Linked DNA regions of Gossypium hirsutum: region 2 is linked to region 1. A link is a contact called in public Hi-C data. All regions are on one chromosome and are shown on one strand. Each heading gives the region's core, a stretch centred on a gene start, on an enhancer-like site or on the middle of the called end of the contact. The rest is flanking DNA. Distances are from core to core; before and after follow the strand shown. Region 1 holds the start of LOC107953273 (beta-1,6-galactosyltransferase GALT29A). Region 2 has its middle 60 kb from the start of LOC121204000.

Region 1 (5,713 bases), core at 1,720-4,219:
CTTGAGTTAATTTCAGATTAACTTGTGACAGCAACTCAATTAACAATATTATCAATATATGCAATTTATAAAGTCAATATGGTACGAATATATTCCAAAAAGACGAGTTCATAATTAGATGAGCTGTGATCTATTTTACCATAAAAAAATATATTCCAAAAGTGTTGTCCCCAAAGTAAATGTCGACTTCTTAGCTTAGCTTCTCTTTAAAATGATAAATATATATTTAATAAAATCCTAAAATGATAAAATTATGAATAATAGTTAAAAAAGAATTTTTAAATAATTAAATACAAAAGCAACGAAATAATCTCTATAATTATTGCTTGGTACACAAATTTTGCTCATCTTGGAGCCGCATGTAAACAAGATTAAATGCCAATTGCATATATTAACTCGAAATTCTAGTATCATTATGACATGCTAAAAATTAGCACAAAGCATAACAATCATATTCCAATTTTAGTAGAATAATGTATGACCACGTTATTTATGATATGTATGTACACAATTAATGAAGGTGTCTAAGCCAGCCCCTTGTTGGACCCATTTGTCTAAGGAGGACCCAACCCACTAATTCAAAACCCAAATCCGAATACACACAGCAAAACAAATGCTAATTGATCTATAAGCTAGATGAATGAGTTTGAATTTCTAGAAGCTTACAATACCTTATAGGGACTTACTCTTGAATCCCCAAACATTGCACCAGAAAGAACAGAATCTCAAAAGTTCAACAAAAAGCATATGAAGAATCCATATCTTACTTCATATTCTTAGTTTCCAATTTTACATTTCCTATTACCCTAAACCATCTTCGACAGTGCAGGTCCAGAATATGAAACACAGATCTTCAGCATTTGTGTTTTCTTTTGACTATCCACTACAGAATTACTGATACACCATCGAACACACTGATTTAATCTTGACCAACAAAACAAGGACAAAATAAAATTAAAAAAGAAACCAATCAGCCAAAATCATTGATAGAATACCACAGGAGGGAACCTGAATTTGTCCGAAATGAATGGTATTGCCCGTGGATTCTTCACCAGATCATGATAAAATGCATATTCCGCCTCATAATCATGTAACCGGAGCTCAGCCTTCTGGTTAGTATGATAATGGTGCTTCGCCAAAGTCGATTTGCCAAAGCCAAATATACTAACTTTGTCACAAATTCCCAAGGCTAACATAACAGCTTGCATACCAGAGGAATAGTGGAACATGGAACCATCATGAGTAGACCCCCATTCACTCAATGCCTTCCCTGTATCCTCCACAAACCGTTTCGCTGAATAGTACTTCACAATCCTAGAACACAACATATCAAAACGCGGATCTGTAATCAACAAAGGTGCCTTGTGAGACGAATTGCATACCAAATAGTCCATGAAATGAACCGGTTGGCAGATATACATAACCATAGGAACATTCCCTCCATAAGGGTGACAAAAACATCCATCCCTCCTAGCACAAAGATGCAGTATATTGCTATTTACAAACGAAATGCTGGTTTTCGACCCCACATTCTTTTCGAACCTCTCAGTCCTAGCATTGTTCAATCTAATCACGGCCTCATGACCATCAATGAACTTCCCGTGATCAGTATTCAGTAAAATCCCACTATTCCCCACAACAGCACAAGATTTATACTTGTTATCCGAACTCATTAAACCATTGTGGCTATCAATAGGAACCTTTACTAGTGTAACTAAATCCATCATAATATCAGGTTGGAACATTCTTTTTCTAGCCCAATTCTGTAAGTTCCTCCTAAAATCTAACCAATACCGATAAAATTTAGGGGACCTGAGCATTACCGGCATCCCATTAGAATTCCTAGCTTTGACATCATGATGATTGAACCTCCTCCATGTTGCAAAAGTCCTATACCTTCCTTGACTCGCAAAGTTCCCTTCCAGCAGCTGCTCTATTTCAAGCTTGGATTTTGCTTCACCTGTATCAACCGCTGCAAACTTGAGCAAAGTTGAGTTAAAATTTTGGATTGGTGGGGGTTGGATTAGGACGCTGGACCTGGTGGTCTCCAATTCAGCTGAAACAGCAAATCCACCACCGCTGCCCCCGCGGATGGCAATCCGACAGCTTAATGTTGCAGCTAATGCAACAAGCATTAAAATGCTTATCAAAGGTCTAAACGACCTCTTCATGGGAGCAATACAATTGCTTGAACCGTAAAATTGGGTTTGCTAGATATGGCCAAAAGGGTTAAAAAATACGGATCTTGAATTTATATGTATTAGGTTCAGATCCATCTCTCAGGTTCAGTAGATTTTGACATCCACAAAGATGGGTGCCTAATCATAAATAGAAACAATCTGGGATTTGTAAGAGATAAAAAATGGAGGGGGGTGGGGGGAAGAAGATCAAATGTATTTCACCCAAGGACAAATATTTTTCCTATTTTGAGGAAAACCCGGAAAAGAAAGAGACAAAGATGAAATCTTGGAGGGAGAAATACGGCAAGAAAGAGTAGCATGAAATTGCAGGTGAAAGTTAATGATAGGAATGGTATTGTTTGATTAGTCAAAAATGTTAAGGTTTATTGTTTAACATGATCTTAAGAACAAGAATTAAGCACTGAACCAACCAAATGCCTAAAACTAAAAGCAGACACTGCAAAAAAGATAAAGAAAAAGAAAAAGGGGGGAAATCGAAAGGAACCTGCAATGCAAACCCTAAAAGAAAGGGTTGTGGATGAGGAAAAAGCAAAAGGAGTGGAGTGAGGAACAGTCTTCTATTCCTCTTCTTCTTTGCCCCTTTAAAATCCATGTGGTTTTGGGTACATATTTAAATGCAGGTGATTTGCAGCATCATTGCCATTGGTAGCGCGAGGTAATGTTAGAAATTATTACTATTAGTACGGAGGTAACTCATCTGACGGGGTTCCATCCCTTCTATTCGAATTCATTATCAATCATTTATCGCATTGAGAAGATGGTCACTTTGGTTTTAAACAAAAAAAAAATTATAGTAGACTTTTTAAAAAAAAATGAATTTCTTTTAAGATAAATTCTTAAAATGAGTATCAAAATGTTCTTCACCCTTAAATCAAAAACTACATATTTACGATGTAATCTATCTACTAAAATAAAAATCACAAAATTCGACGTTTTCCTTTTTCTTTTGTTTGTTATGTATGTTGTTGTTACAAGTCTTACAACTTAGAATCCAATTTCAATTATTTCTTAATATGACAATTGATTAATAGTATTATGAATTAACTGGAATTAGGCTCTAGGTTGTAAGATTATTTTTTTTTACCCTTTTTTTTTAATTGTAACAAAATGAATACAAATTATGGATGGTCCTTTTTTCTTTCTTTGTTGTGGTTGGGAATGAGTTTGAGTGTATTGGTGGGTAGGTAGTAAGTGAGCTTTGTGTGGTTGATTGAAAGGGGTTAAATTTTGGATCATTAAGGCATGGGAATGGAACAACTTCATCTGTTTAATTTTTTATACTTCCTTAATGTTAAGAATTATTTACCCAAATTTTTTGGTTTGGTCTCTCTTTTTTTTAATTATTATTAAAGATGTTGATCAATTTTATCAGAAAAAAAAAAGTAATAGATTATTGGAATGCTATATTTAATATAAATTTGTGAATTAAGATTTTTTTTGTATAATTTTCTTTTTTTTCTTTTTTCTCATTTACCACTCCAATTTTGTTTCTAATCTATTTAGATGCTTGAATCCACTCTAACTACCGTTTCTTAAAATATGATATCTTGATTTTTATCAAAAACAAATTATGATGTATTGATGATGCCATAAACATATCAATAATTTAAAATATACAAAATATAAATTATTCAACACTACACAATGTATATAAGCGGAATGTTAATTTACTTCTACTTGTTTGAAATTCTTTTATTGAAAAATGAATAAAAATATGAAAGGATAAAAGTTTTAAATTTTATTTAATAATAAATATAGGTACATTGGTAGTAAATTTTTATTTTTATATTATTGAAAATGTTTTTTAATTTTTAATTTTTTTATTAAAAGATATTGTAAAAGTATGAAAAAATGAAAATAATATTATAATAATATTAAATACAATTTTAAAAAATAGATTATTCTATAATTTCATAGTTAAATTAGTGATTCGGTTAAAGATAACATCAAACTTAGAAAAACACTTAATTATAAATATTAGATATTAAATTTTTATTTGACTTTAAATATGACTGTAATATGATAAATTAACATAAACACTGCAAAAAGTTAAAAAAAAAGTATACAATTATTATCTTATAAAAGAAGTTTTTCCTTTTATAATAATACAGTATTAGGTTTTGGTTTGAAAGATGAGTCTGTGAATGTGATGCAATGAAGCTACCTAATTAGATTGATTTTAAAAGTGTTAAAAAAAGAAAAAAAAAAAAAGAGTTTGTATGTGATATAGTAAAATTACACATGATGAAAAGAATGTTGAACTTCTTAAAAAATTGATAAAAACAAATATAAATAATCAATTTTATTAACTCACAATATATTAAATTATATAAAACCTTAAAATTATATATTACTCCACTTGTTTAAACCATTTTAATCCTTAGATAAAAAGGCAAAAAGATCAATCAATTTTTATTGGACCCAACTGTTTTGGATAATGAAGGATTATCTAATTAGTAATGATCATTCAAGAGTTGTAAACATGTATTTTGTTTATATGTCTTGTCAATGATTAATCAAATCCCTCAACAACCTCATAAACTTAAAAAGCCCTCATAATTAATGAAAAAAAATAAATGAGTTGCATAATTTATTTTTGATAATCCAAAATAAATAAAAATTAATTTTTTATAAGAAAAAGTATGAAAATTAATTTGATAAAAGTTACTTATGATTTAATGGAGAATATTTTCAATTAGTTATATTTTATTTTATTTTTTTTACATTATTTTATCCTATAAAAACTTTATAATTTGATTTTATTTAAAATAAGTTGAAATTGGAATGTTTAAAATTAAAGATAAAAAGGTAAATGTCTACCTTTGTGGCACATTTTAGGTTTTTCTATTGATTTGTTCCATTTGCTCTGAGGGTTTTTGTTTCTATTTAGATTTGGTTTCTCATTTTGGAAGGTGTCTAAGGAATGGAGGAGGATTTGGCTAAGCTTGTTATAGGGGATGAAGAGGAGGAGGCGTGGCAAATTGGGGATGGAATTGAGGGGAGAATGGGCCTATGAGTATTGTTTTGGTGGGTTTTTTTCTTACTGCAAGTGTTGTTTAGTTTCAAGTTATGCACAATATGACGGCTAATCTCTGGCACCCGTTGGGGGTGTATTGATTGCAGGCATAGGGGGAAAGTGTTTCTTGTTTCGGTTGTACTATAAAGTGGATATTGATCGGGTTGTGTCTAAAAGGCCTTGAATATTCAACAATCACCTACTTGTGACTCATAGCCTGATGCCGGAGGAGGATCTAGAGTAGGTTCCTTTATTCTTCATACCTTTGTAGTTTTAGATCCTTGATTTGTTGCTTGGTCTAGTTTCAAAAGTTTTAACCCGACAGTTTGGTAATTTCATAGGGAAATATTGGAATATGATTCTAAAGCTATAGCTAAAGGTGTTACGAGTTATATGCAGATTCGGGTTCAAATTCATGTGCGAGTTCCATTGAAGAAGAGGAAGAAGATTGTTTCGGGGGTGAAACAGGAGATATATGTGAAGTTTAAGTATGAGT
Region 2 (5,713 bases), core at 1,545-4,044, 100 kb before region 1:
CATAATCTTATGTATGAACTTCACAACTTCTTCGATTTAAGCTCATACGGTTCATGTACATACATGTACCATCTCGTATCAATCTCATACACAATCATGTCTTCCATTTACCCGTTGAACCATTCGGAATACTATCAGATACATGGGAAACTCGCATCCGAAGTGCCACATATATAGCCAAAGCTATCTCAATCTCATATCACATGTACTGCTCACACTAGAGCTATTAACTGGCCTGCTTACACAAGCTGTGAGTCAAGACGTAGCTACACGGTGCTACTCACACAAGCTGTCAAGTAACCGCAACACATGTCAGTATACTCAGCCACCGGTAGAACGTATAGGACCAGCACCCGGATCACATAATCACAATAATCCCCTAATGACATGTCACTAGTATCCAAAACTATTCCAACGTCGAATCATCGTTGAATCCTTATCGAACATGTCCGAAGACTCGTATTCACAGTTTATGCAACATCAAAGCATTTAAAACATAATTATAACAATATTTATTACATACGAACTTACCTCGGATGTAAAAACGACTAAATTGATCGATTAGTCGAGAACTTTGTTTTTCCCTCACTCTAGATTCGAGTTTCGATTTTCTTGATCTATATGTAATCAAAATTAACTTATTTAATCATCTTTCCATTCAATTTAGTCAAAAATTCACTTTAAGGCATTTTTATATATTTGCGCCTAATGTTTCACATCTTTTACAATTTAGTCCTTATTTCATAAAAACACAAATTAATGCAATTCAACCACAACTCATACTAGAAAAATTATAAATAGGTCCCTAGCAGCCCATATTTTTACATTTATTTCACATTTTAACCTCAAATTTTTCACATTTTACAATTTAATTCCTAATTTACATTTTTACCAAAAATCACTTAACAAAACTTATATAACTATCATCAAATATTCATAATCTATCTTCAATCATCAAAACACATGCTTATTCATCAATGGAAACTCTCTAAATCTTTAACAATTTTGCAAATTAGTCCTGAGCTAGCTAGACCTAGTTACAACGATCACAAAAACATAGAAATCATTAAAAACGAAGCAAAAAATAGTACCTTAATTGAGCAAAATAGCATAGCCAAATGAAGAGCATAAAAAGGGCTTCTTCTAGCCCTAATAATCGGTTTAGGAAGAGATATGAAGACTTAATTTGGTTTTATTTTATTTATTTATTCTTTATTAACTAATTTACTAATTTAACCTTGATTAAAAAACCATCAAAATTCATGATAATATGTCCATATATGTCCACTCATGTTTCAAATGGTCTAATTACAACATAAGGACCTCTAAATTAAGATTTCATAGCTATTAGATACCTTTAGCTATTGGAACTCCACTTTTACACTTTACGTGATTTAGTCCTTCTTATCGAATTAAGCATTCAAACGATAAAATTTCTCAACGAAATTTTCACAAAATCATTTTATCATGCTGTAAACATTAAAATAATTATTATGTATTTGGATTTGTGGTCCCAAAACTACTGTTCCGATTTGACTAAAAACAAGTTGTTACATAAATTAATTAATTTATCACAAGTTATTAAATTCAATTAATTAATTTATAAATTTATAATGTTCAAAATTCATTTTAAAATATTTAATTAGGGAGCTTAAATTAAATTAAATTAATTAATTTAAAATATTTAATTTTACTCATTGAAAATTATTTCATTTATTAAAATATGATTAATAATTTTTTATATAAAATTTAAACATTTTATTGAAATAATATTTTAATAAATTCATTTTTATATAATAAATTATAATTGGCAAGATTGTTTATATGAAATAACTATTAATTCCTTAAAATTTTAGACAATATGCTACTATTGAGAACTAATTTAATAAAAAAAATGCATTTCATAATTATGACTATTGCTTTTATAAATTAAAAATTGTTATAAATAATTAAAATAAAAGATAAAAGATAGATTCTACTAAAAACCCCGTTGTTATAGTGGATCATTGTTATAGAGAAGAATGATTGTACAATAGTTTTAAAATAAGGTATACTACACTGCTCCTCAATCAACGATGGTTAATTGTCCTTTTTGTTCACCTAATTATTAAAATTTCGAATTAATTACCCAACTAATGGGATTTTTTTTATCCTTTTTCAATTAGTACCTCACGGGCAGTAAAATAAATTACACCTAATATCCTGTAAAAAAAGAACTTTGACAAAGAATGATTTTAGTGAAAACACCCTCAAACAAAAAAATAAACTCTCTCAACAATAAAACCCTAATCCTTTAGAATTTTCGGTGAAAACAGACTAACCATTTGATTTTGCAAAAACAAACTGTCTTAAAAAATAAACAAATAAACGATATTGTTTTCATAAAAATAAAATAAAACACAGAATACCCTACTACAAACAATAGAAAAGGATAAAAAAAATATAAATCCAGTGATTAATTTGAAACCCTTAAGTCTCACCAAATAAAAATATGAGCTCCAATCAAAAAACTTCTTTGCCATCGAATCATTCACTAATTTATGTAAACCAACACCACCAAGAGTCAATTCTCTACTTAAATCTTTCTCAACCAATCCTCGTAAGAACCACGAAAATGATAGATTTGATCAGCAATAATTATGCACACATATATCTAAATCACCTTAAAAATTTGCTACCCACGAGTCAACAGCCGCTATCTTTCAGCATTCATTGGTTATATCTCTAACCACCACTTCCTCAGTACTTTTCGCTTTAAGCCTTAAGAGCTTACCCATTTCCCACATTTTTTCGGCTTTCTTTACGATTGCTCTGTTTCTATTTAAAAAAGTCTAAATCTGATAAAGATGCATTTACAATCTTGTCCGACTTCGGCGAAACCTTTGAAGCCCTTTTTATTCTAGCAGCAGCCTTATTCTTCTTTTCTATGGAAGTTGAAAGTTGTTCCTCAATGTCTCCCACTGCTCTCACTTTCCTTCTTATAATTGAACTTTCTTTGTTGCTAATCTTGTTACTTACCTATCATCTAAAACAGCTCCCACATTCACCTCAACACCCTTTTAAGTTGTTTCAGAAAAGAGCCCTCATTAGATATAGTTACATTGTCCAACCCAATCGCCTCTATTTCACTACAATGTATCAAATTAACACTAACCTGAGATGAGCCCAAATCCTTGTTAATACAGTCAACCTCATTCTAGACTTCCTCTCTCTGGTAGGGTGAGTGTTCGATCGAATCGAGTCAAAATTTTTTTAATTTAATCGAGTTAACGAGTCTTATTTTATTATCCTAACTCAATTTAAAGTTTTTTTAATCGAATTGAGTGAAATGAAATTTGATTCGAGTTGAATCGAATCGAGTGAAATTAAAAAAAATTAAATATGTTAAATTAAAATCTTGTTACAGTAACTAATTTCATGTTAAAGTATATATATTTGAAAAAAATTTCAAAAAAAATTTCAAAAAAATAATATACTTTAGTATGATAAAATTGAATCATTAATTAACTTTATTTAGGTTCTAAAATTATTGTTTTAGAAAATTTTAAAAGTTTTAACTTTCTTCGTATATTCTTTAGAATTTTTTTAAACATTTTTTATAATTTTAAAAAAATATATAAATTTTTTAAATTTATTTTGATTTTCTTTTTGTAATTTTTGTTAAGAGAGATCAATTTGCTCATTTTCAAAACTGATAAGGAGTAAAGGGATATTTATATCAATATATTATTCGAATTATTTGAATTATTCAAATTATAAAATTCAATTCGACTTGAACTCGAAACTTAAATTACTTACTCGAGTTAACTCGAATGACTTGAATAACTCATTTTATTTAATTAGAAATTAGAATATTTTTCGAATCGAATCGTATTTTGTCCACCTTACTCTCTAGCTTTTAAATTCAATAAATTTGTAACTGATAATGCCTCCATGTGTCATCTCCTCCAAGCTAAGCATGCCGCCCATACCCAACAAATCCAACCTATTGCAACCAGTATTCTCAATTTCCCATAACCTTCCATTAATGACATCCACCATCTCTCTGTTGTCACTACTGGGATTTCCTTATGACTTCTCCCATACCAAAATCTGTCTCCACCGCCATGTCGTCACTAGCAGATTCATTAGGTACTCTGACAGTAATCCCTTTTTTTATCATGACCAAACAAGGCCAATCTCCAGTTACCATTTGTTGATGGCTCGTTCTTGGTTAGACTTACTTGTCAAGCATCTGCCATGTCATTGTCCCCTTCATTCCATTGCGACAACTCATCTTCTTGACCAACTTATTCCATTACTGACTTCTCTATTCTTCCATAGAACTGTCTTCACTCTTTTCACAATTCAGAATCCTCTAACAAAGGATCAATGCTATTATAACATTAACCATATGGTGTAATTTAACCTTTAAAATATATTATTTCATTATATAATACTTTCACATTCTGTAATAGTAGAACATAATATATTAATTATATTGTATATTATCGTTTATTATTATACTAATTGAAATATGTGATAAGTCACTATACTCTTTATATATTAAAAATTAAAAATTTTATTATATTATACAATATTATATCATATCATATATAATATACATTAATATTTTATTTATAAGCATTAAGATTGGGTTAGGTAATGAATTGATTTGTCGATTAGATTTTAAATTTCAAAAATATTTAAACCAAATTTACATTTAGATATAATATATATTTAAACCCAAAACTAAAACTAATATCAACCAAATCCAAACTAAATTTAAACTTTATTCGAAATTCAACTTAAATAAAAATAAACTCATTCCAAATATAAATTAATATAAAGATAATAATAATATCAATGAAATTTTAATATTAATAAAATACTAAACATTAATAAATAAAAAATTAATACTAAAACCTAAATTCTCAAATAGTTAAAATTAAATTTATTAGTAATATTATTAGTATCGCATAGTATATCATGTTTAATCATTTGTAATAAGTCACATTATTAAATTAATATGTTATGTTACTGCATATTTTATATTATTATTAAATTTAAAGTGTATATATTTATTATAATCATATAATTTAAAATATTTTATATTCAATTAATACTTTTAAAAACTTATGTCACTTTATAATTAACGTAAAAACTTATTATTAATTATTTTTGTTATTAATAAAATTGTAATATAAATATGTAATTGTTATAAACACATTTTCATAAAATAAATAATTATATGATTTTGTGAGCTCTAAAGATAAATAAAATAAGACAAAAAAGAGTATAAAATTTTGATTAATATCATAATTAAAAACCTAATTCATACAAGTTTTTCAGCTGTGTATACCGAAGGTAAAATGCCCATTTTGAAGGATTTTTCTTAAATAGAGAAAGGCCCAAAAGATAGATTGATGGTGTAGTGGACGTGGGAATCAGATCTGTCTTGATTGCAGCCCATGCATTTAAAGTTAGTAGCAAACTAGGGAATCCCAAACCCCAAAACTAAGGGAATATCTGTATATGTAAATAATAGTTTAAAATTAATAATCAAGCAAATAGCCTTTTTCTTTAAAAAAATAAACGAAATTTAATTAAGAATGGTTTTCTTATATATATAACTAGTTAATTATGTTTGATATTAAATATATTTTTAATTAATTATTTTAATTTAACAATAATAATTGATTGTATTAAGTTTTTGGAAAAACATATTTAATTT

What was found. Hi-C and Micro-C count contacts between places; a contact is called where the count stands out from the background.
Region 2: a Hi-C map of fibers shows a contact between it and region 1, with 1.8 times the contacts expected there. The contact joins the enhancer-like site here to the promoter of LOC107953273 in region 1. A contact is called at or near these places in 4 of 34 Hi-C or Micro-C datasets (fibers, leaf and petal).

What each region holds. Positions count from the first base shown.
Region 1 is chrA07:20,266,083-20,271,795 of Gossypium_hirsutum_v2.1, reverse strand. It overlaps LOC107953273 (beta-1,6-galactosyltransferase GALT29A), which reads right to left and starts at 2,969. Exons shown (of 1, transcript XM_041117726.1): 1 at 621-2,969. The coding sequence starts at 2,171. The coding sequence ends at 981.
Region 2 is chrA07:20,370,537-20,376,249 of Gossypium_hirsutum_v2.1, reverse strand. No RefSeq gene overlaps it. Among protein-coding and RNA genes, the nearest start is that of LOC121204000, 60 kb to the left of the region's middle. Within about 2 kb of position 2,794, at least 2 of the 9 cell types and tissues checked have an H3K27ac peak or open chromatin away from gene starts, as enhancers often do. A contact at or near this core is called in fibers, where this site is marked.